Regions from separate parts of the Mus musculus genome. Here all the other regions are linked to region 6. The links are chromatin contacts, called in public HiCAR-type, HiChIP or PLAC-seq and promoter capture Hi-C maps. All regions are on one chromosome and are shown on one strand. Each heading gives the region's core, a stretch centred on a gene start, on an enhancer-like site or on the middle of the called end of the contact. The rest is flanking DNA. Distances are from core to core; before and after follow the strand shown.

Region 1 (4,276 bases), core at 1,647-4,146, 1.8 Mb after region 6:
TAGTGTCAGGCCTTAGAGTGTCCCCTTGAGCTGGATGCCAATTTGGGTCTGTCACTGGAACTCCTTCCCCTCAGTCTCCTCTCCATTTTGTCCCTGAAGTTCTTTCAGATAGGAACAATTCTGGGTCAGAGTTTTTGACTGTGGGATGGCAACCCCATCCCTCCACTTGATGCCCTGTCTTTCTGCTGGAGGTGGGCTCTACAAGTTCCTTCTCCCAACTGTTGGGCCTGCAAAAACAATTTTGCAAGTAAAACTTTAAAAAGACCTCAAATTTCAGGTAGCCTTTTTTTTTTTTGAATCATGACTCTGTAATGATTCTTGTATTTGTTTCAATAACCACTATAAATATCTCAGATGGTACGTATTTTCCACTTCCGTTTATACATCAAGAAACCCCCTTAACTTGTTAGACTTGGAGTCCTAACTCTGTGAGAAGCAGTGCTTTGTGATTGATCTGTCTGGAAGCACTCCAATTACGTAACCGTAACTGGCCATTAAACCCACTCAACTTCTCATTCAGCCGAGTGAAGAAACATCAGCCTAAGAACGTGAAGGAGTTCCAGTTTTTCCCTATTGCTAGACTGCTTTACAGAAAGAGCTGTACAGTTGCTGCATGATAGAAAACAATTACATGCAATAAATGATAATGACTCAGAAAGAATGAATTCTTATTTAAAGCACATTATGGGCCACTTGTGAAAAACGCTGCAGACTCCAAGCAGGATGGAAGAACATTTGAAATAGAGTTGCTCCTCTCTGCACAGGAGCTGTTCCGTGAATGCATGTGCTTAATGCCATTATAAAATATCACTTCCGATGCCTGCCTCCCTCTATTTGCCGACGGTGTACTCTTCAGTCACAAAGTTATGATTCATATATATCAAGTCACTTAGCACTGCTGGCAAGTGTTTGCCAGTCTGGAATATAAAACAGAGAGGATAATAAAACCTTAACAAGCAGCAATAAAACTAATGAAATATAATCTCAAATATACTACTCTAATGCAGCCAGAAAGGAAACGCCATTATCCAGTCCTAAGGAAGAGGAAATGGAGCTAGCTCCGTAAGAACACATAGTCACTGTGGCAGCACGCCTCCTGTCTGAATTAGAACTCAGAGAATATTCAGACTCATTACAGCGTGTAATTATCATGGCCAAACAGCCAAAGAGGGCAAGATGAAGAGGCAACAGCCCACATATGCTTACCTCAACTCTGGATCGAAAGCAATTGACCTGAAATGTTGTTATTGTTAAGACAGGCAATCTTTCATGCTGAAGAGAAAGTTCAGGATAGCCAGAATGAGCAGCGTTGAAGAAGTCAGTTGTGACTTCCAAGATCAATATGTAAGCAGGCCGCAAGTTTATTTACATACGATTTACATGTGCCTGTAATAACCATGCAATCTAGCCCAAATCACTTCAGATTGCTGTCATTATGGTGTCCCTTGAGGCTGCAATTTGACAATAGCTCATTTCCCTATTGACTTTTTCTCATTCTCATCTGTCCTGGAAAACCTTCCATTCAAATATTAAGAAAAAGATGAAAAAAAAAAAAAATTGGGGAAGAATGCCTAGGGAAGGAGGGCTGAGGAGGGAAGGCTGAGAATGGAAAAGCACAACTTGTTCTGAGCCCAATCTCCGTGGCGTTGATGCCCTGTCCACACAAGTGACAGAGGGGAGTGGAGAAAACGACAGACACCAGACTCAGCCAAAGATGAAATCACAGCAGACAAGATTTCACGTTCTCTGAACAGACACCCACTGTGGCTATGCATATGGTGACGTCTGTGCGGCCAAGCAAAGGGAAACAGATCAATGACTGTCTGTTCTCAGAAGCATCGACCAGACAACCAGCGGCTTTCTGCGTGTTTTGCATGTCCAGAAGATATTTGCAAGACTTAAAGAAATCTGTACCAATGACCGTGTATACCTACCCCCTCCCCACTCCCAGTGAAACTCAGAAAACATGGGAGTTCATGGAGGGCCAAATGATGAATGACAAAGAATGCTGTTCAGGTCTGTTTAAAATCAACAGCACTAACAAGGAAGTGAAAAGTACTGCATATAGATTGGAAATCAAAATCAGAATTTATGTTATCCGGAAGAAACCAGTGAACTAACAGAAACATTTTCAAATTAAATGAACCCAAGGCCTGCGAACTTCCCTACTGTATGCTGCATAAACTAAAATATTTCTTAAACTATTCACAGGTAATACAGTGCTTGAAAATACAACAATGGAAATAATGTATTCATTAAAAATGCATGAGTAAGTCGAATGATTTCCTATTTTGTGCCTGTACTTTAGGAACAAATATGAGAGTTAGCGCTCATATAAATAATGAAACACATCTTATTTACTTTCTGTTTCCTCGTTTATGTTTTAAAATATTTATGCTCCTATTTATTGATTTTGTTCTCACTTGGTTGATACAAATATTGACTTCAAATTTTCCCCCTTTAAAAAAAGAAAAACAATGCTATTTTTCTACCTGCCCTGAAATGTCAGTGTCTTACTAAGTCACTTATAATTCAGTGTGATACTTTTCTGGGTGTCCTGAATTAATTCTACAGGAAAAAAAAGACTTTTCGTAGAAAGGAAGTGATGAAATTACAAGAATTTTCATAATTGAAGAGTTAATATAGTTTCTTTTATATTGAAATATAAATGTTTGATCATGCTTTACTTTAAAAAGAGAACCAGACCCCTTTAACACGTGCCTGCTTTTAGCGCTCTACGGTGGAGTAATTCTCAGTAGGATGGGCATAAATTCACAATACTTTAGTATGAAAAATGTTCTGTGAAGTAGGAGAATGCATTCGCAGTTCAAGCGCATAATTTACATTGTTGAAACTTACGTGCTACTTTCACTTATACGACATTCGTGTACCGCCCCCTAGTGGTGGCCAAACATGCTACAACCAGTCCCATAAACCTCGTGGTTTCTTGTTTTGTTTTGTTCTCTTCTCATGTCAGAAACCATAGAAACGAACCGAGAAAAACAGGTTACCTGTACTATTCTGATCCCATAGATGTAAGCCGAAGTACTTCTGTATAAACAAGATCAAAGTGAGTGTTTCAAATCAGAGACAAGTTGGTTGACCTGATAAGATCACAGGGAGAGAATAGCATTTCGCGTGCTAGGGCTGTTTAATATTCTGAGTAGCTTGTACAAGAGGTCTCTCAGTTGTTCAAAGTTGCATTATTCCTAAAATTCACTTTCAAAGTCACAATTACAACCAATCCACTGCTCCATAAACCATGATGCCTGTATCGAAAACCAGAATCTGATTCATGAAAGGAAAAGATAAATAAATGCCTTTGTCAGGAGTGGGCCGAAGGGAACAACATTAACTAGGGATTACCTAGATCTTCCCAAAATATCTTTGGGAATATCTTCCCAAAAGCACACAAATGTTTGCCCAGCTTCCTTCAGTCAAAGGTTTAAAAATTCCCCCAGACTTGGACTCACACAAATCCTGATCAGAATAAACTTATATAAATAGATTTATCTAAATCAAAGTCACAAGTCAAAGTCTGTATTCTAAGGTCAAAGCTGAGAAATCCAAGATTCAGTTTGATAATGGGATGACTGTGGATTTCAATGAAGAAGTTTTAATTTATGAAAGCTTAAGTTTTGTTTCCCTAAAGGAAAACATTTTGGTCTTTTTCATTGGCTACTTTATTTACTTGTAAATGTTGTCTATCCCCTTTCCTTGTTTCCCCTCCAGAAATCCCCTATCTCATCCCCCTCCCCCTGCTTCTATAAGGGTGTTCCCCCACCTACCCACCCACTCCCACCTCTCCGCCCTACCGTTTCCCTACCCTGGGGCATGGAGCCTTCTCAGGACCAAGGGCCTCTCCTCCCATTGATCCCAATAAGGCTGCATATGCGGTAGTGAAGTTCTGTTACTGACATCCCTCATCCAAAAAGGTGCCCGATAAAATGAGGTAACTTAGGTTTTAGCTGATGAAAAAGAGAGAAGAGTCTTCATTTTAACTCTAATATTTCAATCCTTTTACATATTGTTTCAAAATGTTATTTTTAACAACTGGTTTATAACTAACGTAAAATCTGAAAGTGTGAGTGAACTCCAAAGGTCAAAACCCGAACTCACTTTTTTTCTTTTCCTTCTTGAAGATCAATCACAGGTTTCTTTTTTCCTTAGATAAGAGATGTAAGATTCTCAGCAGATATAAAATCAGCGTGAACAAAAACCGAAGCATAAATCTCTTCTCTCAAAGCTTCTCTCATAGTACAGCTCGTTTAATACA
Region 2 (4,295 bases), core at 402-2,901, 1.8 Mb after region 6:
TTGTTTCAGTTCTTGGGTAGTCGTCATCTCTTCATCAGAACTTCTCAATACAGAACCTTGATGTCTACTGTCAACAAAAATTATAACAGATAATCCAAGACTAAGATAGCATAAGTACTGAAAGGAAAAGCCATACTAAGAAAGGTCTGCAGAAATATGCTCTGATAGTTCCTTCTCATTTCTCTCCCTTTTCACACTGGCCTTACATCAACTTCTTTTAGGCAAAATACACATACGCACAGTGGTGCTGAGAGACAAAGGTCCTATAGATATGTTATGCCCTATTCCCATTGTACAGCCATACAAACTATTGCCCTGACCCCAGCTTTCATAAAGTCCCAATTCTCATAGATGACAAAAAGCTATGAGATCTATCAGGAGATATTGAGCAGTCTTAAGGAAGAACTAGAAGAAAGGCAAGAAAGCTATGACTGTGCCTTGATGGCTGTGTCTCTTCATAGTTAGAATAACACTTTATGGATAAACACCTTTAAGTCTACATATGAGCTCTTCCCATTACTCCATAAATGTACTGGTTCATATTCCCACATACCTGCACTAATAAAGTTTTATTATCCTTAAAAAGCCCTATATTTATTTTTATTTTATATTGTGGTTTTGATCCTCCCTGGTGGACTTATGTAGAAAATCATGGGAAATATATGTAAGAGGACACACTTATACAATATCATTAACCTAAAGGGGAGACCTGACCCATTATGACTTGGGAAGAAAATCAGTTACTCTACCCTCCTCATAAATCTTCATTAAAACTCCTTTAAAATCCACAACACAAAACTCACTTCTTTCATTCACTGCCTCTGGTTCGGGCAGACAACTCTAGTTCCCCCTGGGGTATGTGCTTTGTTTTGTTTGGCTAACTAAACTGGTCTAACTAATATTGTCTGCTTCTAAACTAAATTCTTTCCTTCAAGAGACAAGAACAGAGAATCAGTAACACCTCTACTACTGTCAAATATATAGTAGACAATTTCATGAAAAGAAAAAGTCATAGCACACTAAAAAACAAAAATGTTTTCCTAACTCATAAGTGGTAAGGGAAATAAAATCCTCAATTTCTGTTATGGTTCAAATGTGCAACTCTTCGACAGTTCATGTTGCTATGAACCCATTGTGGCTATGGTAAGAGATAGGAATAAGCCACGAATGGTGACACCTTCTTGTAATCCCAGCCCTTGGGAAACTAAAGCAAGAAGATCACAAGGTTCAGGCTACATGTGACGATATAGCAAGACCCTGTTATTAAATAAATTTAACAAACAAATTAGAGGTAGAGTCTATTGGGAAAGTGATGCTGTCTTGACTGGCAAGCGTTGGGTGCTAGATCAGTAGTGACACAGTGTTATGGATAAACCCACCTTGTTTCTAAAGAGAACTGAGTTCTGCTCCATAAGAGGGTCATGCCCAGTGCTGTAGACATAGGGGAAAGTCCATGAGTGGATAAATCATTGTGGAATATGAGTGAACCCATATACTTATTTTGCTTATTACTTATTCTTATTTTGCTAAATAGCCATGTTGTCAAACAGACTCATAAATACTTATGCATTACCCATACACTACGCTGTACTCAGTCCTGCTCAAAGAAGCTTCTCTTTGTACCAAGTGGCATGCAATGCAGAGATCCATAATTAATCACAAATGTTGAGGGCTAATCCTTAGGCAAGACAACCACGTCACTTTACTAAAGGTTCAGGGAACATTATAGAACAGGGTCTGGAAATAATTAAAGAGCAGAAGGAGAAAGGGCAGCTGTGGAATGCTGTCTTAGGAGCATAGCATGGCCACGATACTCATGAACTCAGAGGAGCTCCAGTTGCTCCATAGGGCCTACACAAAACAGAGCCCTAAAATCAAACATAGATTGGACATGGGATCATCTCATGGTCCCTGGCCAAAGAAAGCTCTTGGCATTTACAGGCTTCTAGGGAAGACAAAGTAATACTCTTCAGTAAAATGGCTATGTGTATGTTACTCATAATCCGGTAAGCATCATGCCTATGCTCACACAAGTGACCCAGGTAAACCCGGGTATTAACAAAGCAAAAATGAAAATAAAACAAAAAAAAGGTATGAAAATAAAAACAAATAAAACAAGCAACACCCAAAACCAAAAAGGTATGAAATTAGGATGGGTACTTGGTGGAAGAAGGTAAAGACTGGTGAATGGAAAAATGAGACTGAACAGAATTTAGTTCATCATACATGAAACTGTAGATAAATAACTTAAATTTTAAATGTTTTTTATATACAGGGTCTCTTAATGTAGCCCTGGCTGAACTAGAACACTCTATGTAGAACAGTGATCTTGAACTTGCAGAGATTCACTTTTCTCTGTGTCTCACATTGTAGGGTTAAAGGTGTATACCACCATACCTGCCCTAAGGAATCAATTAATTTTGAAAGGGATCATGGGCAGATATGTGAAGAAATGGTATCCTCTGGAGAATAAAAATCCCAAGCAAAGGAGAACATTCAGGAATTTGGAGGTTGAAGTGAGGACACATAGAAGATACTTTGAAGGTCCATGTAGCGTTCATACCTACAAAGAGTATATGATTGTGAGCGATGACATGGCATTATATTTTAACCAGTCAAATAAAAACTCTGGTCAAAATATCTACCTGATGTCAGGTTGAACTGAATGTGGGTGAAGCAAGAAAATAGAAACCAGATGAGCATGACATCAAGTTTCAAGCACGAAAATATTTGCACTAGTATTTGCAACTACTATTTTCTACTAAAATTATTTAAAAAATGAAGAAAAGTATTGGTACATATTTGAACTATGACTTCCTGAGGTTGCACCAATTAGCATTAATTCACATTCTTATGTAAGCTTTGCTCTTCCAAGTGATCACACTTCTCACCGAGAATAAATACCAAAGACAATGTGCTGTCACTTCCGAAATTCAGAGAAATTAATTTCAAACCAACTAGGAAGCTTCTTCACTTCCTATACAGGCTGATGACAGAGAAACAATATGAAGGATCTTACCCAACACTGACCCCTGTGTTCTCCAAAACCGAACTTCCAGCCAAGATATGCCCATTTGTTGAGTAGTAGCATGATTTTTATGAGGTAATGAACCACTTTCTGATTAGATTTGAGACCTGCTCTGCAGGAGTGAATTTCATGCCTCATCCTGTACCTTGGTCAAAGGCTCCTGGCTGACCTGAGGTAGAACCTGCTATTATTACTTTGCTAAATTATAATGCTGTCAACATGTCTTCTAAGTGTTTATGGCCATACTGGTAGATATGAATGGCCTTCAACTTCAGTCATAGAAGTTTCCTTTTGCTATAGTAAGTAGTAAATACAGAGATGCTGAAGTCTTCAAAGTGCTGACATTAAGAGACTGAGTGTTCAGTCCTAATAAGGACATCACTCCAAAGCCCAGCTAACATCATGGAAGATGAAGAAAGGATATAAGAGATAGGGGCCACAATACTCATGAACTCAGAGGAGCTCCAGTTGCTACATAGGAAAAAGTGCTGGGAAATGCTGTCTCTCAGACATGATATTGCTACCACATATAAATGCACAGCATCTGTCTTTATCTGCATAAAACCTACAGATCAAACCAGCTAACAGACAGCATAGGCGGGGTAAATTATCACAAGGCTGCACTGCTTGCTGAGAAGTTACTGAATGCCAGTTGCTAGGGGAGGTAAAAATCACTGTTCTGATTTTTGAAGATGTAGCCACTAGTAGAATTTCTGTACTCCATTGGATTGTTTAATACCCACAGGCATAGCGTCAACACTAATTTAACTTTGTAAGTTATTTAAACAAAAAATGAAAGTCAAAAAGTTAGGAAGGTCATGTTGAGATGCCTATGAGGAAAATGTGAACATGGAAGTGGGTTGACATATAACCATATTTCATCGTATTAAAGTATGAAAGTCTCAAAAACAAAGTAGAAAGTATCTCTGGGTTTCCACCATCTTCTTCACAACCAATTCTGAGTTCCCAGATTCTCAGTTGTTTTATCTGTCATCTGTCTTCTATTCAAACAGTGAATTAATATAAAATCTAGTCTTCAAAATGTATTTTGTCACACTGCACTAATCTGCAGGAAGAGAGTGCTTATTATTTGGAGAGAGGAAGCAGTAAGACACTCTCTAGTACTGATATTTGCGTGTAGAAATTGTACTATGCCCACAAACCCCCTTATGACACTCCACATGGATACCCATTATTTGCAATGCTAAAAAAGAATGGTTATGGGCTGGTGAGATGGCCCAGTGGGTAAGAGCACCGACTGCTCTTC
Region 3 (4,641 bases), core at 1,019-3,518, 1.0 Mb before region 6:
AATTCGGCCTTTGATTTTTCTTGCTGAAGGAGAGTAACAATGGTGACCTCTCCCTACACAATCATATTTCAATGGGATTAATTTCATAATTCCATAGAAGACGACCATGTTCACAACATCTATGATTCCTTACTTTTTCAGGAGAGAAAGTTAATTCTCTGTATATTTAAAAACATCTAAGTCTCCCGCTCATCCACACTCCAACTAATGTTAATTGAAGGCCTCTACAGCATGAGAGATGGACAAATACCCAAGGTCTCTGCCTGGATTGAACCTACGACGCTACTATTTTGTGTCAAAGAAAACATGATAAGTCAAAATATTTTTGTTTGCCATTCTTGACCACAAAATACAAAAAAAAAAAAAAAAAAAAAAACTGCTTCTCCTATCTCTCCCATCAAAGGTAATTTTGTTTTAAAATAGTAAAGCTTTCTAATTTTAACGTAAGTAATAAATACTAGCAAGGAAGTGGGGTCTTCTGTCTTGTGTCTCATTTGGTCTTCATTAAGATGGGATTGTTTAACGATGACTCCTGGACTTGTACCCTTTCAAAGTTAGCTGAATCTGACAGCCACTAAATCTCATACAGAGTTATAGTCTCTTTCCCAAAGAGTAGCCCTATACTTCTAGAAAAGGGACAGGGGCAAAGGAAAAAATAGAAATTCAAAGATCAGATTGCTCCAAGGGTCAAACCCTGAAGGCCAGAATAAAACATACAGTTCCTAAGAAATGAAAAACAAGTCGAAAATCCTGTTAATCATTATTTTCTAACTATATCTAGCTGTATTTTTAAGTTTCAATGGAATTAGCCTACTCTAATCCCTGATTCAGTATAGCCCCTTGTCACAGGCACGTTTTACTGTTTTTAACATTGCTCTAACTAAATTTTGTTGCACTTGCTGTGTGGCCACAGAGTAATCTCAAGAATTCCTAGTGGCAAGTTCTTCCAGTGTCTACCCTTATCATCTAGTTTCCAGGTCCCTTTTACCAACATTTTCAGTCTCTTGGCTGGGTGGGGCCCAGGCATGCAGATACTCCTGGCTACCTTGGGCTAAGAAACACAAGTCCACTGAAGAACACCAGAAGGCTCTGTGCTTTGTTAGGAATAGAAAGTCAATGAAGAGCCTTTTGAGAATCCCTGTCTAAATCACAGCCGCAGGGAGAAAGGCAATGGATAAATTCTAGGAACACTGAATGTGTCTTACATCCGACCAGTGTTCCACCCTCAAAGTCCCAGTACTGTCCCAGTCCCAGCTCTGTGAGCTCCCTTCTCAGGTACCCTCTGCTACCTCAGTTACATACTTCTGCCACTTACTCCAGAAAACGCTGAAATACTTTACTTGCCCAAGGAAACAAAGTATTTGAGTTAAAAGTTTACTCACACAGTCCTAAGACAGATGCCTTTCGTGAGCTTCAGGGAACTGAGTCCTAAGGACCAGCGAAGCTGGGAGCAAGAGTCTCTGAGTTCAGGTGACACAGCTCAAATAAGCCCCCGGCCAGGTAAAACCTTTCCAAGGATCCCAGCCCTGCCATGCTCAGTTCTGCCCTTCCGGGAGTGTCTTTTTCTTCCTATGGTTCCCAGCAAGTCCTAAAGCATCTTTCACGCCTCGGGACCCGGCGGGGCACGGCATGAGCCTGACACCGATACCCGGTGCCCCTCGTCCCCGCCCCCGGAAGGCTGCCGGGCTGGTGACTCACCTGCTGGCCAGGTTGGGGAGCCGGATGATAGCAGGCTGTAGGGCAGGTTGCAGCTGCCACAGGGTTGGGCAGATACTGGGGCGCTCCATACGGCTGGGGGTGATACATCACCTCCGCACAACTCATGGCAGCGGGGCCAGCGGCGGCCCCGGAGTCGCCGCCGCCGCTCTAAGCGCTGGCGCAAGGGGCGCCACCGCCACCGCCGCCGCAGCTGCTGTCCGCGTCGCTGAACCAGCTGCTACTGCGGCTAAGGCGGGTCCTCGGCGGCCTCGGGCTCCGCGCCGGGAGCGAGCTCGGGAGGGGTTGGCAATCAGCGGCGGCCCATGCGCGGGCACCTTCATTTTCAGCCCCTCCGGGTGCCCCCTCTGCTCGCGCTTATATAGCGACGGGACGACGCTGCAGCCCGCCCCGCGGCAGGAGCATGACAGCGCTGGGCTCAGGCTCAGGCAACCGCATCCGAGACAGGAGCGTACTCCGCAGTACCAGCAGCAGCTGCTACCCAGTCCGGGCTAGGGCCGCTCCAGGAGAGCAGCAGTGCTTTTGCATACACACAATGCACGCCCGGGACTCGTCCTATCACTAGCGCGGGCGGCTGGGCGAGGACCGGGAGGCGGGGGCAGGGTAGCCGGAATGTGGGGAGGCGGGGTGCTTGCCTCCCCAGCTCTCAGGAGCAGTTTATCAGAAAAGTTCCATCAACTCAGGTCCACAGCGGGCGGGTCGCCCAGCAGGGGGACCCTGGGGAGGGCGGCTGCGGATTGGAGCGAAGTTTGCAGCCCTCTCCGCCTCCGGGCCCAGTGATGCTGGTGGGAGGAGATTGGTATGCGAGAGGCTCCGCGCCCTCAAAACTCCAAGGTTCCCCACCCAGTCTCAGTCACCTGGCGGCCTGGACAGAGTTGCCCAAGTTCTGGGAGTTTTTTCAGAGAGCATCAACTCCGATGGTGCTAGAACCCGATTAGAGGAAAGCCAAGTGTAAATAAAGAGAGTTATAAAACAGGCCGGGGGAAAAATATGGGCTTAGTTCCTCCATTAAAAATAGACCAAAGTGAAAGTTAACAGTGCCTTGAAGTGCCCACAGGCTAACAATAGTTGTTTCCTTGCAACATCTTCACTTAAAAGGCACATCTTGGTGGATTGGCATCCTGGCGATGTATATATATCTTTCCTGGCCTTTATAAGCTGGCTTGAATACAGCAAGAGCAAATAATTGGCTACCATTTTAATGTCTTGTTTATATGCATGTAGCTTAAAACCTTCTACAAATTGAAATAAAAAATTGTTTTTAAAAATATAGTTATACTCCAGTGAAATCATCAAATCTAACTCAATCAACCTTTACCTGTCTGACAAACAGAAAATTTTCAGTAAGGACCAAAAGGCCTAGTCTTTTTCAAAAGAAATGTCTCTTTCTTTGTCGAATGCATTAATGTTGCATAGAGTAAATCACACACACACACACACAAACCAAAGATCATACTTTGAAGCCATTATGCCCTCCCACCAGGACCACCTCTGTTTTGGGGAACAGTTCATGTGTGTGGGCATGTCAATATCTCCCCTAACACTCACACCAAGATTGTGTTTGGTATTTTGTTATGCCATAATGGAATTTCTTCACTCATTCATTATTTTTATCAATCAAGTCTTAAAATATGACTATTAAGAGTTTATGTAGGCCCACCAAAAAAAAAAAAAAAAAAAAAAGAAAGAGAGAGAGAGAGAGAGAGTTTATGTAGTTCAGATTTTAAACTGTACTCTTTCTGGTAGAACTTACTTTATGTGATTATAACTCCTTTGTCCCAAGTTGATATAGCCTGGTTAGACCCTTTTCCAGTGATCTATGCTCATGGTTACAGCTTCTCTCCAGGCAGTTCTGCGAGGTACAGTCATAACAACAGCCACCACCCACATTCCAATCTGAACTTTGTCTAATGGTGTCTGTCACAGATAATAAAACTCCACCTCCCAGCTGAACTGGGAATAGCTGGGAAGTTCGCAACCTTCCCTCTCCTCACAGTGCCTGCATCTGGTCTTAACCTTCAGTAAGTATATCCTAAACTCTACACTTCTGCTTACATCTCTTACTGTAAGCCCTAGTTTGTCCAGCTATCTCATTCAGATTCTTGAATGACGCTTATTACTACTTCCCCAGCCCCATAACCAAACATCTTCTAATCCATTCTTCAGGACACCTATTCCAATAATGATCTAGCCTCAGTAAGCCAAACAGAGCCTTGATGCTTTGACTTTTTTTTTTTTCTTATGAAGGACAACTCACTAATCTAAAAGTTACTGGCTTGCAGTAACTTTTAAGCCCTATTTGTACAGAAATCTAACAGAAGACCTCTTCTTTGTAATGTATTTATTTTTTTCACGGGTTTGCATGAGTGAAGATATCTGAATGTGTGAGGTCATCTGTAATGTACACAGACATATACATTATACACAGTTGTTTATTTGTTTATTACCTCTCTGTAGGATGAACTGGGAAGTAGTTGAATCAAGCACTCAGAGTTTTAGGCTTCTTCCTCTCTCAGTTCTGTCCCCAATCTCCTAGGAGACCTCCTTCTGGAAGGCTGTGAAACAAACTGTTTTAAACTGATGACTTTTTCTTTTAGACCAAGTTGGCCTCGAATTCAGAAATCTGCCTGCCTCTGCCTCCCAAGTGCTGGGATTAATGGCGTGCGCCACCACGCCAGGCTAAACCGATGACTCTTAATACTCTTCAGCAGGAATCACCCTAATTTTGATTAACAAACCAGTGAAGATTGTAGCTCTAGTTGCTATTTTTCTTTCTCATTTCTTGTTCCACATTTTGTCTAGAATCTAATTCTGGACAGAACTTCACTAGGTCTGGATTGATCATGGAAAGACAGTTTGACAGGTTCTCTTGACCCTAGAACAGAGCCAGCAGGGCATGAGACTTCACAAGTGTTGGTTGTTGCT
Region 4 (4,309 bases), core at 408-2,907, 2.0 Mb after region 6:
CATCCTTCCTTACATGGTGAGTTCAAGGCCACTCTGAACTACCTGAGATGCTATCTCAAAACAATATTAACAAAGAAACAATAAATTCTTATATTTGGGGTAGGTTGTTTCTTATACCATCAGTAGCTCAAAACAAGTTGCTAATAGATCTGACCTTTTGAAGTTTAACATCCTAATAGGAGTCTACCTCCTATTTTCTAGGTCTTCTTTCACTGCAAATATAAATCTAGTATATTTACTAGTAGGTGCATTTTATAGTGAACATAGAAAATGCACAAAATCTCTGAATATAACAGCTAAAGAGTAAATGAATTACTTTTTCTCAAATATAGAACAGGTGTGTATTCATGTAGTCATTTGCATACCAATTATTTTATTTTATACTGAATCAAAATTCTAACACACTATAGATTACTGAGGAACTTACAAAAAAATAACAAACAAACAAAAAATAAAACCAACTAAGCTTTAAATCACATTCGTGTAGAAGACATTTCCTTTGTATAGGATTTGGAGAGTCCAGCACCTACCTATCGCATATCCTATACTGATACTTTGAGCATCGAGTGCCATCTCAACGTGAAGATGCCTAGTTACTATAGGAGACCAAATCATCTCTGAGACATTTCTGGTTTGTTACCAGAGAACAAGGCAAATGCTAATGAGTGGTTATTCCTAACAATGTCAACACTGATGCTTGAAGTAGGCCAGGGCCTTGGTGAGTCCTTCCTGGTCCTTGGGAGTGTGGTCTTAGTGCTTGGTGAAAACAGGTATTATTCAAGTACCAATGATGTGACAGTTCTTATATCAAAGTCCAGCCACCTATAATAAATCAGCCTATTTAAAAAACAAAATTGAAACTGGAAAGCAGAAAAAGGCCGTTTATTCAAGGTGACCACATTGGGAAGAGGAACAAAGACATCCAGTGGAACCCCGTACCCAACCTCCGCCCGTGTCTTTGGCCATTGTCATCCGGGTTCAATCTCACCCTGTTAGAAGACGCTCTGACATTTTAGAGCTGTTGGAAAGCTCTTTCCAGAAGACAAGTTTCCCTATGGCTGTCCCCTCTTTCCTTCTCTCAGCCTGATACTTTGGGTCCATTCTTTCAGAGGCTGATAGATGGAGACCTGAGCATGTCTGGAAATATCTGCATCCCTGTCGAGCTGGCTACAGAGCATGCTAACGGCCAGCCCTCAGCACATGCCCGCAGTCTCAGTGGGGGCAGTCGGTACTTCCGGTGTAACATTTATCACTTCCCAGTTTGAAGATAGAGTGACTCGGGCAAATGTAAGGAGAGGCGCGATTTAATCTTTCTACCGCTTTTCTCATCGCGGGGTTCGGTTTTGTAAACCAGCAATGCCTGTGCATCTAAAACACTGATACAGGTCTTCTCTCGACCCCATGAACAGAGACAGGAAGGGTGACTCTGTAAACCAGCACCCACACTCCACCCTTCGCTCGGGGTTCGCACCCCAGCAGCTCCGGAGTCCCCAGAGAGCTTTGGCTCCGCCTCTTGCAGGACCTGAGTCTCCCGCGAGATTTTTGTCTACAATCTCGCGAGACCGGAAACAGGAACTGCGAGCCAGCCCATCTGTGACCTCCTCGCAGGACCCGGAAGTATGGCGTTTCTTCGTGTTACCCCGCGCGAACTCTAGCGGAGACCCGTAGTTGGCGAGCTCAGGCGGGGACCATGCTGACTCGGGTGAGGCTCTGGCGGTCGAGCGCCCCGGGCTGAAGCCACCGAGAGGCAGGGTGGACTGGGATGGGACCCGCACTGCCCACAGCCCGGAACCGTGCTGAGTGTGTTCCTGGTGCTGCTGCTGTCCCGCGGGCCGGCGACATTGTCACTGCGAGCTTTCTCAGCCCTGGGTGCACCCCGGTGATGAGGGGAGAGCCAGAAAGTTGGGGCGATGCTTATTTCCGTAAATAAACTTTGGAATACTTTTTTCTTTACAGTCTTACTTTAAAAGACAAACAACAACAACAAAACTTTTATGGCTTCTGAATTTTTTTTTTTTTTAGCATAGATTCACCTCTAACACTTGGTAATTACCACTTCGAGAAAAACCATGAAATAATTTTGTTACAAGTAAGGAGTTGATCCAACGGCAGGAACTGACATTTTAAAAATCAGGAAGCCCCACTCCTGACTAGCTATTATTGGCAGTAGCTGGCTTGAGGCCGGGAGAGAGTTGTCTTTGGGGTATGGCTCCACACCCCCATGTGCATAACGACAGCACTAATTGTTCCCGAGTGGATTTTTTAAAAGGACATGAAGTTGGAAGGGGAACACACAGTGGGAGTCTGGGTGGAGTTGGAGTGGTGTGGAGACGTGTTTATTAAAGTATGTTGTAGACAGGTATGGAAGTCTCCACGAATAAGTAGAGATATAAAGAAAATTTAATGTCACTGTCAACTTTCAATAAATATGTGATATCACAGTGTGTTGTCAGCACCTTTTTCTTATCATCATAGCTGAAAGCAAAATCAGAGGGGAAGCTTGCCAAACAGCTATGCAGAGTTGTGTTGGATCAGTTTGACAAACAGTATTCGAAAGAACTTGGGGATTCCTGGAGTACAGTAAGGTCAGTATGGTTCGTCTCTTGATATTTTGTGAGAGGAAAGGGAAGTATGTAGCAAATACCTCCTTGAGAGTGGCACAGTCCAGGAGGGAGGAGGTGACTGTACATTTTATGTGTGAAGGAATCACCTGGCATGTAGAAATGTGGGGCAGATAGTAATGCCCTCTCAAGCACTTGGCTTTTATCTGTAAAATGGGGAGGCACCACATTTTAAAACAACGCTGTAATAAAAATCCTAACTTGGAAGAAATTTAACTTAATGAAATTCAGGTAATACCAAGTCCTTAAAGTCAGTGTTCCTCTATCTTAGCTAAAGTCAGGCTTTATTTGGCAATTATTGTCACCATGCCATCTGTATGTGGAGCACATGTGCACATGGACAGACCAATCTAAATAAGCCTAGCATGCATGAACATGGCCAAGTGGCCATGGTGGAACTGGCGGGGAGGGAAGGCAGTTGGCATTCCCAGAGCGGGGACTAGACTGTAGGTTGTCCTCTGACCTCTGTGTTCAGCCGTACTCCATATCTCTGCAATAAACTCCATGACTTCTTTAAAAAAAGTGACAAATATGATTTGTGTTTTGATGAGTCTGAGCTGTTGATCGGAATGGTAGTGAATGGGGATTTGTATGGAATGCCTGATTGGTATATAAGATACCCCCTGGAATACAAAGAACAGTATAGTCCTCCTCTCTAGTTTACATGCAGTCTATTCATGGGAGAAGTCAATGGGAGGGGCACCGTACCATTCCAGAAACATGCATCAATAATAGGGCATTTGATTTATTTCAGTGTGTGGGTACCAGTGACAGCCACTGGTGACTTTGGAATTAACTTGACAAAAGGAACCAGACATTCAGGGCTGAGGGAAAGTTGCCAATCTGTTTTGCACAGCAGAGATGAAAAAGCGGTATGACTGGATAGTCTGAAAGTTAGCTCAGAAAGTAATGTCTCCGATGATTGTTTTATACCATCTCTTCTGAGATGAACTCAGTAGGTATGTCTTTTCAGAGAACAACTTTAAGCATAATTTGGAACAAAGAATAAAGATAAGCTGTGAAGTGGGTCAAAAATGATTTTAGGACATTAAGATATTTAGGAAACTTATAAAATGAAAAGGCAGCTGTTATTTCAACAATGCTACATTTTATGAGTTTTCTATCAAAATGTGAATAATAGTGTATATAATGAATTCCTAAGGATTTTAGTATGCGAAGGTATTCATTCATATAGACTATCTAAAGAACCACACACTTTGCATTTGTAGGTAGGTATTGTGTTCAAATAATACCTACTTAAGTACTTTATTTTTCTTCTGAGGCTATAGTGTAGAGTTAAAGTCATTTACCTAAATTCATTTAGCTGCTTAGTAGAGTTGGAGCTTTTGCCCAGTCTGCCTGAGTCCTGATTGATCTCCCACTATTGACAGCACTGTGCCTCATACGTAGGATATAATTAGCATACTTGGATGATTTAAAACAAAAGATTTGCAAGAAGTATTTTGTCTGAAGGCTTTTTAGTAACCTGGCTATTCATAACCTGCAATGACTTGATTTTCTACTTCGTATACCCAGAAAGACTTATAAATTACGATTTGACCCTGAACAAAATGAGCAGTGAACCTCAAAGCCATGTAATTAGCTGTGCCTTCTGCTCTATCTACCTTCTTGGTAGAATTTCATGGTAATTTAAGTTTTGCATAAACATGTACTAAATTTGCCATAGG
Region 5 (4,592 bases), core at 174-2,673, 1.9 Mb after region 6:
TTGTTGTTTTGTTTTGTTTTTATTTGTTTGTTTTGCTTTGCTTTGTTTTGAGACAAGGTTTCTCTGGGCAGCTGGGCTGTTCTGGAACTGTAGATCAGGCTGGCCTTGAACTCAGAGATTTGCTGACCTCTGCCTGGAGAGCAAGTGGCTGGATCAGAGGCACGTGCCGGCCACCGCCCTGCTGCTGTCGGAAAACATTTGATTGTCCTAATGTACAAGATAGATCATGTGCAAGCATACAGTCACATGCGGCTTTGTTATGGGGGCTTGGCCGTTGAAGTTTTGTAATTGTAACTTGTTTATCTTCAATATAAAACAAATCAGTTATAGTCTGGTCTTTAAGTTAGTTATAATTTTAAGAATACCTGCATCTTCTTATTACTTAATAAAAAATTGAAATTCTAGCAAACGCCTATTTAATTAACCATCCTTGAAAGATTTCTTTGATACTCTTAGTCGCCTAAATGTTATGCAGTTATTTCTCCCATGCCTGTTTCTGGGAATCCAACAGAGCAGAAGAAAGCACTGTTAATTATGAACACATTTAAAGTTTTGAAAACAATTTTGTTGACAGTTACAACGTACCAAACCTGTGTTGCTCTTTATATATCCCTAAGAGAAAACTCAATATGCTCCCTGGAATCTGGGAATGGAAGAAGGGGGAAAAAAATCAAGAAACACGACAATAAGGTGCAAAGAATCCGTGCCACCACCGCAGATCAGTAGCAATCAAAATCCTCAGTACAAAACGATCCTCGCTCCAAGATAATATCCAACAGCAACTTCTTACGCCAAGGTTAGGGAATGATAAGTAAACTCGCAGTGATCCTCAAACAGTTTGTCAATGTGAGACGAGCCAATCAAGTACAAAGTCCAGAAATTGCAAAAGGAAGGTTAACTGTAAGAGAGGGTGCAGGCTGGGATCGGAGGGCACCGAGGGTTGACTTAGTTTTCCTACCAATGTTTAGAACTATGCTCATCCAATTCCTATGACACTTGGTATCACCCAGCTTCTTGCATCAATCCTGTGGACAATGACTCCCAAAGCAAGGCAAGCTTTGATCTCGTCCCACGTTTACTCAGTCCGCCAGATCCAGGCTGCCGCCACTCTCTGAGACGCTGGGGGACTTACTGGAAATTTAGGAAGCAACAAGCTGTCCAGGAGACAATCCTACCAGCCAGGGCATGTAGGGACCAGAGAAGCCTGAAGATATGGATTACTTACAGTTTGTCTCTGAGACAGGGATCACCAGGGCGAGGCAGGCCAGTAGCACCCGAAAGCGTGCGCTCAGGACCCTCATTGCTGAGAGGATGGCCGGGGGTCAGGGCTGGCGCAGCGGGGACCGTGCCTGCGCTAGGGCGGCCGAGGGAAGCTGCGAGCCCGGGCTCTGCTCTCCCAGCTCTGCCGCGGCCCAGCCCGAGCGCGGGCGGGCGGAGCAGCCAGGGGCGGAGGGGACCGCCCGCTCCCAGCCCCCAGCCCGGGAGGGGAAGCGGTGACTGGGACATTTCCTGGAAGCTCTTCGCAGCTGGGGGGCGGGGGTGGGGTGGGGAGGGCCGCGGGAAGGAGGTCGGAGGCCGAGGGAAGCTTATCAGAGAGGTCCTTTGTCACTGTCCCCAGCCCTGCTTTTACTTCGTTTCTTTAGAAAGTTGTTTTCAAAGGGTGAAGTATCTCTCTCTCTCTGTCTCTCTGTCTCTCTGTCTCTCTGTCTCTGTCTCTGTCTCTCTCTCTCTCTCTCTCTCTCTCTGTCTCTGTCTCTCTCTCTCTCTCCTCCCCTGCTCCTACCTTCTCTAGCATCCCTTCCCCATTCCTCCTCCACCCAGCTTCCCTTCTCCCCACCCCACCCCATTTCTTTCCAACTCCAGAGACTGCCAGCCAGTCAGGATGTCAACTTAAACTGAAGCCAACTTGGACTTTAGGAAGAAGGGTACTCAAAACCAAAGTAGTGGGAGGAAAGAAAATCGAAAGGTTTGATCACCCACAGAGTATTTCCTCAGAACAGCTTGTTTTGGTGTTAGCATTACCCTTTTGGTTTTTGTCAGGCATACACGTGTAAATCAGGCTTTCCCTGCTACTTGAAACTAAACTGCCTGGGTTGAAAACATAGAACTTGCTCTTAACACTGTTTTATAACTTTAAGAAAAGAGCTTACACTTTTAAGTCCTAGTCATATCATCTGTAACAGAGATAAGAGGTTTTCATCGTGTTGACATGAGACTCTATAGATGCTATCGATATGAAACATTAAGTCCATGCCAACTAGTAGAACTCAACGCACATAGAGTATATTAATCCTTTTTTGTCCAATTAAAACATAGATTGATTTTTTTGAATGTGTGTGAACGAAACTTACTAGGCAGAATCATATTTTAAGGGTCATTTTTCCTCTCTCTCTCTCTCTCTTTCTCTCTCTCTCTTTCCTTTGTTATTTAGTGATCCAGTGGGGATGCAAGATGACTAAGATGGGAGTCAATATTTTTTCTGATAAAATGTTTTGGGAAATTTCCATTCATTGAGGAGGAGGAAGGAAAACTTTTGTACTATACCCGTCTATGCTCTATGCCATGCTAAATTAATGTATGATAGACTAAGAGGACAAAATGGGGCTGGAGAGTTCACTCAGCTGTTAAGAGCACTGGCTGCTTGTGCTGCCTGCTTGCTCCTCCAGGGGTCTTGAATTCAATTCCCAGCAACCACAGGTTGGCTCACAACTGTCTGTAATGAGATCTGATGCCCTCTTCTGGTATGTGTCTGAAGACAGCTACAGTGTACTCATGTAAATAAAAATAAATAATTTTAAAAAAAGAGGAGAAAATAATATTCAATCACATACATATACAGGAGAATTTCACAAATTCATGAGATCCAATGAGGTGGCCAGATGACTGAGACATATGGCAACTTAAGTTGAGGAAAAGGACTTTGAGGCTTACAGCCAAGGAGTTGAATGCGGGGAGAAGAAAAGTCAGGAAGAGACAATGAGTAGAACTGCATGGTCAAAAGGGGTTGCTTGCCTTATTGTCTCTCTGGCAACAACAATTGTTCTGGGTTTGTTCTTTCTAGTATGGTAGGAATCATACTAACTGGGCTGGTGAGATGGCTCAGCAGGTAAGAACACTGACTGCTCTTCCAAAGGTCATGAGTTCAAATCCCAGCAACCATATGGTGGCTCACAACCATCCCTAACGTGATCTGACTCCCTTTTCTGGAGTGTCTGAAGTCAGCTACAGCATACTTACATATAATAAATAAATAAATCAAAAGAAAAGGAATTGTACTAACTAAAAAGAAATGCTATAAGTATAAATTTCTGTTGTAGCTTGGATTTTTTAAAAATTACTTTAAAAACATTTACTTATTTTAATGCATGTGAGCTTTACCTGTGGGTATGTGAAGGCGGATGTACCACCACAAAGAAGCCAGTTGAGGTCCCCTGGAACAGGAGTTCCAGATGTGTTTTGAGCCACAGTGTGAGTACTGGGAACCAAACTCAGGTCCTCTGGAAGAACAACTACTCAAACCCCAAACCTCTTTCCAGCTCCTGAAGCTCCAATCTTAGCTGCTTCTGAAAGGTTCCTGTGTTAAGGGCTTTGTCACCAGCCTGTCGTAAAAACACCAGGACTTGGGACCCAATGAAAGGTCACTGAGGGTGTGTTGTTGCCTCCCCCCACACACCAATCTGTGTGTGCCTGTTTGTCCTGTCTCTCTCCTTAGTAGCCAAGTAACCAATAACTGTAAGCTAAGCAACCAGTATAGCCTCTTTCTTCCAGTATAAATATTACCACAATGTATTCTGCAGTCACAAGCCAAGGGCTACATTATAGAAACAACTAAAGCCATATATTCATTTGCTGCATGGACGTTTATCCTCGGGGTTTTGTTTTTTGTTTTTTGTTTGTTTGTTTGTTTACTTTTTCACTTAGGGCAGAAAGCTGACTGACACAATTTCATTTCCAAACCAGGGAACTCATTTGATGGGACATGAAGAGCCCACTATTTCTCTGCTGTTCTGCTGGATTTGATTTGCTTTGGTTTGAAATGCCCCAAATACCACCAGCACTCATTGAAAACATCTGCAAGCATGGGTTGCAGCCATAGACGAGATTCATCACTACAGTTTGAGCGCCTTCAGTTCAACACCTACTGCTCCATTCTGTGTGGGTGAAACCCAGTCCCTCAGACAACTCAGTATCACATGCTGTGCCTTCTTCTGGCTTCTGTCATGGCCCCTTCATCTTTCCACAAGGTCCACTAGAACTGCAGTCCAACACCGCCATGATGGTAGGCCTCACCTATCCACATTTTCAAATAACGTTTTGAAATTGAAATACACATACATATATATGTCAAAGTAGTAAATGGTGCTGTACTATGTTCTAAATCCTTGCATTTGTTAGAATAAGAACTATTGAGTATATTTGCAACCCCTCCATTTAAAAGAAATTCTCTTCCTTAAAAGAGGAAGGTTTGTAAGGGGTCACAGACACCACAAGAAAACCTGCAGAAGCAGCTAGCCTAGGCCCATAGGGGCTCACAGAAACTGACCTGCCAACCAGGAAACATGTAGGGCCTCTGCACATATGTTACAGTAGGG
Region 6 (4,576 bases), core at 2,020-4,519:
AAAATATGAGGAAGGGAGTGAATGTGATTAAAATGAACAGAATGCTCAAAAACTAATAAATCTATCTATCTATCTATCTATCTATCTATCTATCTATCTATCTATCTATCTATCTATCTATGTATCTTTGTGTTGTTTTTAACAAAATCTCAGCCACTGAATTTTGTCAATAAAGACTTAGGAGCCAGATGCTGGGATGAAAGCCTGCTAGCTCAGAAAGGCAGAGAAAGCACACAGCTGGTCTTCCTCCTCAGCTGATGTTCCAAAAGTAAGTTCTCCCCAAACTGAATGTCCCTCCCTTCTACTTTCTGTGTCTGTATTCCTGACTTCCTATTATTCCTTACTTTCTCTTTTCCTATTCAGTCCCTGTCAACTGGTTGTTTGCTCTGCCTCTTGACCTGTGTTTGATTTTATTTAATCTTGTTTACAATAAGCAGAAAGCTCTTGGATTAAAGGTGTGTGCTAAGGCTGAGCCAAACCACAGCTAGAAACATGGTTTTTCCAGTAAACAGCACAGTCTTGGGGCTCAGTGTGATCAAATACCCTGGAATATTTATTTACTTTCGGTTTTCTAGACAGGATTTCTCTGTTTAGCCCTGCCTGTCCTGAAACTCATTCTATGGACCAGGCTGGCCTTGAACTCAAAGATCCTCCTGCCTCTGCCTCTCAAGTGCTGGGACTAAAGGTGTGCACCACCCACCACCACAGAGCTTATAAATTATTTTTAAAAGAATATTGAACTGAGTTTATATTTCTGTAAAGTGGGACAACTATTCTTGCAAGGTTATAAGAATTAAGTCAATGTGGGACCTGAGGCCAAGTCCTTATTATGCCTTTACCAAATTTGTTCTGATTTTTATCCTGCCTCTGATCTTATGGTCATATTGAAAATTCCACCCACCTTTATATTGCCACCCAGTCACAATTAACTCAGCATCCTCTCTTCCTCAATCTTCTCTATATGATTTATTCTTTCTTAGGTATCATCACTTGCTCCAGAAACTCTTAGCTATTCTCATATCGCTCATTAAAACCGACTTTGCCCAGTGTTCCTTTTATCAGGAAATGAAAACTCTGGTGGTCCAAACTAAATCCTGTGTTAACCAAAGACTATCAGATCTTCCACTCTATCTCAAGGTATCATTTCTTGTCACACAGACAGAGTTGCCTTTCTCTTTCTTCTACACGGCCTTCAGGCTACTATGGTATGCTCCATACCCTATCAAGTGACCCTGTTTGAAACTAGTCGATCATATCATTCCTGTTCAAAACAAAAAGAAAAACAAAAAAAAATTAAAGTGGACTCACAACTTATTTTTTTTTAAGTATGTCTACTATGTGCCAGGCTTTGTAAAGGTCATGAAACAAAATTGTTTGCTCTACAGAACACACCTTATAGTGGGATGGGTGTGGGATAGGAACAATAAACACTATAATATACTAAACTGTATAAACACTTTGGAGACAAATGAAATGGGTAGGAAACATAAGCAGACTGTGGGTGGTGAGTTTGAATACAGTAAATCATTAGGGCCTTCCTAGTAATATTTTGAAGCAGGGACATGAATAAACGGTAGGAAAAATGAGCTAAGGAAAATGTCTAAAGAGAAGACCCTCTTAAGTAAAACATCAAGAACATAGGCTTTGAAGCAGAGACCTGCAATACATGTCTAAGGTAGTTATCATAAGGAAACCCTTGAGGTTATCTGCAAGAATTGTTTAGAAATAAAAGAACTGAAGTCAGAGGTCAAACATAAAACACATCTACAGAATGGCCTTCACATTTTTAGATCTGCATGATCCAATCCAGTAGCCACTTGCCACATGTGGATATTAAAACTTTATTCAAATTCACACAAAATTTGAAATTGTTCTTCGGTTTTACTACTATATTTCGAGATCTCAAAATCCAGATGTGGACAGTCGTTAGTATGGGCAATACAACAATATTTTCATCATCTCAGAAACCACCTTGGGCAGGGTTTGAATCAATGGCTCACCTGGGCATGATTTTCCTTCTCAGGGAACGTTTGTTAGCCTGGAGGTATTTTCACTTGTATCAAGTGAGAGAAGGGGCACACTATTCTTTGTGGAAATGTAGGGATGGTGTTAGGCATCCTGCAACCTCTACAGCAATAAATTACCCTGCCCCAAATCTCAATAGTTCTGTATTTAGAAAAAAAAAAAAAAAAACTCTAGAGCCGGGCAATGTGGTGCACGCCTTTAATCCCAGCACACGGGAGGCAGAGGCAGGCGGATTTCTGAGTTTGAGGCCATTCTGGTCTACAAAGTGAGTTCTAGGACCGCCAGGGTTACACAGAGAAACCCTGTCTAGAAAAACCAAAAAAAAAAAAAAAAAAAAAAAGAAAAGAAAAGAAAAAAGAAACAGAAGAAGAAGAAGAAGAAGAAGAAGAAGAAGAAGAAGAAGAAGAAGAAGAAGAAGAAGAAGCAGAAGCAGCAACTCTAATAGAAATCCAGTTTCTCCTTCTAATATTCATAACACAAATCACTTTCCACCCACGGTGTTTCCCCACACCAACCAAATGACTACTAACTGCATTTAGGGGACACCAGCCACTAATTCAAATCTAATGGCAGGCAGGTCCTGCAGCTAGAGGCGTAGTCCCAAGATTGTGTGGCACCCTGCCCCTCCAGCTCCACATTAGATGCAAATCTGAAGTCCCAGGTTGTTTCAAGTATACTTAATGACCAACCAGCTGGCAATTGAGGTTCAACTGAGATTCAATTAATTGGGTTAAATTAATTATCTAGCTATCTCAAAGGCGGAGAAGCAAGTTATAGTCCTTTTAAAACCTAGAGCGTTTCAAAGTGTAGTCTAATCTTTGTAGCTAAAGAATATCAAAGTGATGGCTCCCCTAACTCAGAAGCGGCTAGAAGAGGACAGACCTTCAAAAGTACAGGGGTATGATGGAAGCTCTCTTGGCCTCTCCACCCCTGCCTCCACCATCAGGCACGCGCGCGCATGCGCCGCACTTTAAGTCGCCCCTTCGGAGGCGCTCCCCCCCACCCCCCACCCCCAGGTTCGTTTCTAGCCCAGCCTCGAGTGGAAGGTGGATAGATGCTCAGGACACTTCTTTAAACCGCGAACTGTGGAACTCTACTCCAATAGAGGCCGGAGCCCCAAGTCGGAACCACATTTCCTCGCTGACTTTCTGAGCTAGCACTTCCGCCCAGAGAGGGGCTGGAATCTCCGAGACCCTTCCGGCGCTTGCGAGGGATTGAAAAGGCACTTCCGGTGTCTGTTGCCAAGGCGCCGGCCGGCCCGCGGGCCGTGAGGGCGACACTGGTGGCGTCGTCCTCTGCCCCCCATCCCCGGGGGCGAGATGTCGGGGCTCAGCCACTTAGAGTCGGAGGGCTGCCGAAACCTACTCGGCCTGCTGGACAACGACGAGATCATGGCCCTTTGCGACACCGTCACCAACCGCCTGGTGCAGCCTGTGGACCGCCAAGGTAGGCGCCGGCAGGGGCCTTGTCACCCCCAGGGGTCGGGTCCGGTCGGGTCCGGTCGGGTCCGGTTGTCGCCGAAGCCCAGGGAAGGCCTCCGGGTTGGCGCTGCACAGCTCTGCAGCCTCCCCGCCCGCCGGCCGAGCCGGGTCCCGGCGCGCTGGTGAGTCGGACCGTGGTACCGGCTGGGCAAACTTTTGCGGACATGCGGACCCGGATGAGCACCAGATGAGCCCATTCCCATGATTTTTAAGAGCATCCCAGAGTATGTTTCAGTTTTCAGTTTCGATCTCCACGGAGATCAGTCAGCTCCTGCTGTTTTCTTTCAGCCCGAAGGGAAATAATAAACACTATTTGTCAGTGTCTTAGGTAAATACCCACCGAAACAAATAAAAGGCGGACAGTTTTAATCCACGTATGTCAAGGAATGCTCAGCCTCTTCGTCCTACATTCATTCCTAGTTGGGAAGTAGCAAGACCACAGCTTCTTTTGTTTTTGTTTTTTAAATCAAAAGGTTGTATAAAAGACAAAACGGACATATGTACGTTGCATTTATAAGACATTAAAAATATCCTTACTAAAATACATTAGTGAAACGAATGTTGTTGAAAAGAAAGGGATAGAAAATGACAGACAAAACAAAAAGAAGAACACCCTCAAGCCTCCAAAACAAACCACCAAATTTAGTAGCTATTCTGAAATGGATGGGGAAAAGGTGATAGCGTCTTTAGGGAAGTTGGAAATAGGGGCATCAAAGATACTGTGTGTCTGTGGAATAAGATCTTTGGAAGGTAGATGTAATGAGTGCATTGTCTTTTTCTTTTTCTTTTTTTTAATTCTTGCTATTTTGCAGCAGTAGTCTATTTGAAAGATATTTGGTCTGTGCTTTCAGCCCAACTTTTTAGTTTAAAAACATCTTGATGCTGCTGTTTTTCAGCTTCGATTATCTGTAAAATCAGAAGTTTGACAACATTCCTTGGTATCATATATTGTGATTTTAATCATTTTTTTCAAGGTTTATGGATCTTAGGTATTTGGGGCATAGAAATACATTTTTTTTCTGGGTCAGAAATTTTCTGGGTCACTGTGTAGTCCTGGCTGTCTTTGATTC

What was found. Promoter capture Hi-C pulls out the DNA fragments that hold promoters and counts their contacts. HiChIP or PLAC-seq counts read pairs in DNA pulled down with a chosen protein or histone mark. HiCAR-type assays count read pairs that join an accessible place to other places.
Region 1: a contact with region 6 is called in an H3K4me3 HiChIP or PLAC-seq map of embryonic limb bud, with 14 times the contacts expected there. The contact joins the enhancer-like site here to the promoter of 4930453N24Rik in region 6. A contact is called at or near these places in 5 of 39 promoter capture datasets (cranial neural crest, embryonic stem cells, frontonasal cranial neural crest and 2 more) and 7 of 115 datasets of contacts at active chromatin or transcription factors (cardiomyocytes, embryonic forebrain, embryonic limb bud and 4 more).
Region 2: a promoter capture Hi-C map of second pharyngeal arch cranial neural crest shows a contact between it and region 6. The contact joins the enhancer-like site here to the promoter of 4930453N24Rik in region 6. A contact is called at or near these places in 6 of 39 promoter capture datasets (cranial neural crest, embryonic stem cells, frontonasal cranial neural crest and 3 more) and 5 of 115 datasets of contacts at active chromatin or transcription factors (embryonic forebrain, embryonic stem cells, neural tube and 1 more).
Region 3: a CTCF HiChIP or PLAC-seq map of the NIH/3T3 cell line shows a contact between it and region 6, with 6 read pairs. The contact joins the promoter of Vgll3 here to the promoter of 4930453N24Rik in region 6. A contact is called at or near these places in 3 of 39 promoter capture datasets (the 3T3-L1 cell line and liver) and 1 of 15 datasets of contacts at CTCF or cohesin (the NIH/3T3 cell line).
Region 4: a contact with region 6 is called in a HiCAR-type map of astrocytes, with 9 times the contacts expected there. The contact joins the promoter of Nsun3 here to the promoter of 4930453N24Rik in region 6. A contact is called at or near these places in 10 of 39 promoter capture datasets (the 3T3-L1 cell line, 3T3-L1-derived adipocytes, the C10 cell line and 6 more), 2 of 484 Hi-C or Micro-C datasets (CD4 T cells and CD8 T cells), 7 of 115 datasets of contacts at active chromatin or transcription factors (astrocytes, embryonic forebrain, embryonic stem cells and 4 more) and 3 of 9 other capture datasets (adipose tissue, liver and pancreatic islet).
Region 5: a contact with region 6 is called in a promoter capture Hi-C map of embryonic stem cells, with 9 times the contacts expected there. The contact joins the promoter of Pros1 here to the promoter of 4930453N24Rik in region 6. A contact is called at or near these places in 15 of 39 promoter capture datasets (the 3T3-L1 cell line, 3T3-L1-derived adipocytes, the C10 cell line and 8 more), 2 of 484 Hi-C or Micro-C datasets (B cells and the G1E-ER4 cell line), 10 of 115 datasets of contacts at active chromatin or transcription factors (astrocytes, bone marrow-derived macrophages, embryonic limb bud and 6 more) and 3 of 9 other capture datasets (adipose tissue, liver and pancreatic islet).

What each region holds. Positions count from the first base shown.
Region 1 is chr16:62,939,426-62,943,701 of GRCm38.p6, reverse strand. No RefSeq gene overlaps it. Among named protein-coding and RNA genes, the nearest start is that of Pros1, 87 kb to the right of the region's middle. Within about 2 kb of position 2,896, at least 37 of the 459 cell types and tissues checked have an H3K27ac peak or open chromatin away from gene starts, as enhancers often do.
Region 2 is chr16:62,993,162-62,997,456 of GRCm38.p6, reverse strand. No RefSeq gene overlaps it. Among named protein-coding and RNA genes, the nearest start is that of Pros1, 140 kb to the right of the region's middle. Within about 2 kb of position 1,651, at least 3 of the 459 cell types and tissues checked have an H3K27ac peak or open chromatin away from gene starts, as enhancers often do. A contact at or near this core is called in second pharyngeal arch cranial neural crest, where this site is marked.
Region 3 is chr16:65,812,816-65,817,456 of GRCm38.p6, reverse strand. Vgll3 (vestigial like family member 3) reads right to left here and starts at 2,268. Exons shown (of 4, transcript NM_001368760.1): 1 at 1,699-2,268. The coding sequence starts at 1,824.
Region 4 is chr16:62,784,064-62,788,372 of GRCm38.p6, reverse strand. Nsun3 (NOL1/NOP2/Sun domain family member 3) reads left to right here and starts at 1,657. Exons shown (of 6, transcript NM_178925.3): 1 at 1,657-1,702; 2 at 2,476-2,585. The coding sequence starts at 1,691.
Region 5 is chr16:62,851,138-62,855,729 of GRCm38.p6, reverse strand. Pros1 (protein S (alpha)) reads right to left here and starts at 1,423. Exons shown (of 15, transcript NM_011173.3): 1 at 1,226-1,423. The coding sequence starts at 1,301.
Region 6 is chr16:64,769,632-64,774,207 of GRCm38.p6, reverse strand. 4930453N24Rik (RIKEN cDNA 4930453N24 gene) reads left to right here and starts at 3,269. Exons shown (of 3, transcript NM_026273.2): 1 at 3,269-3,471. The coding sequence starts at 3,345.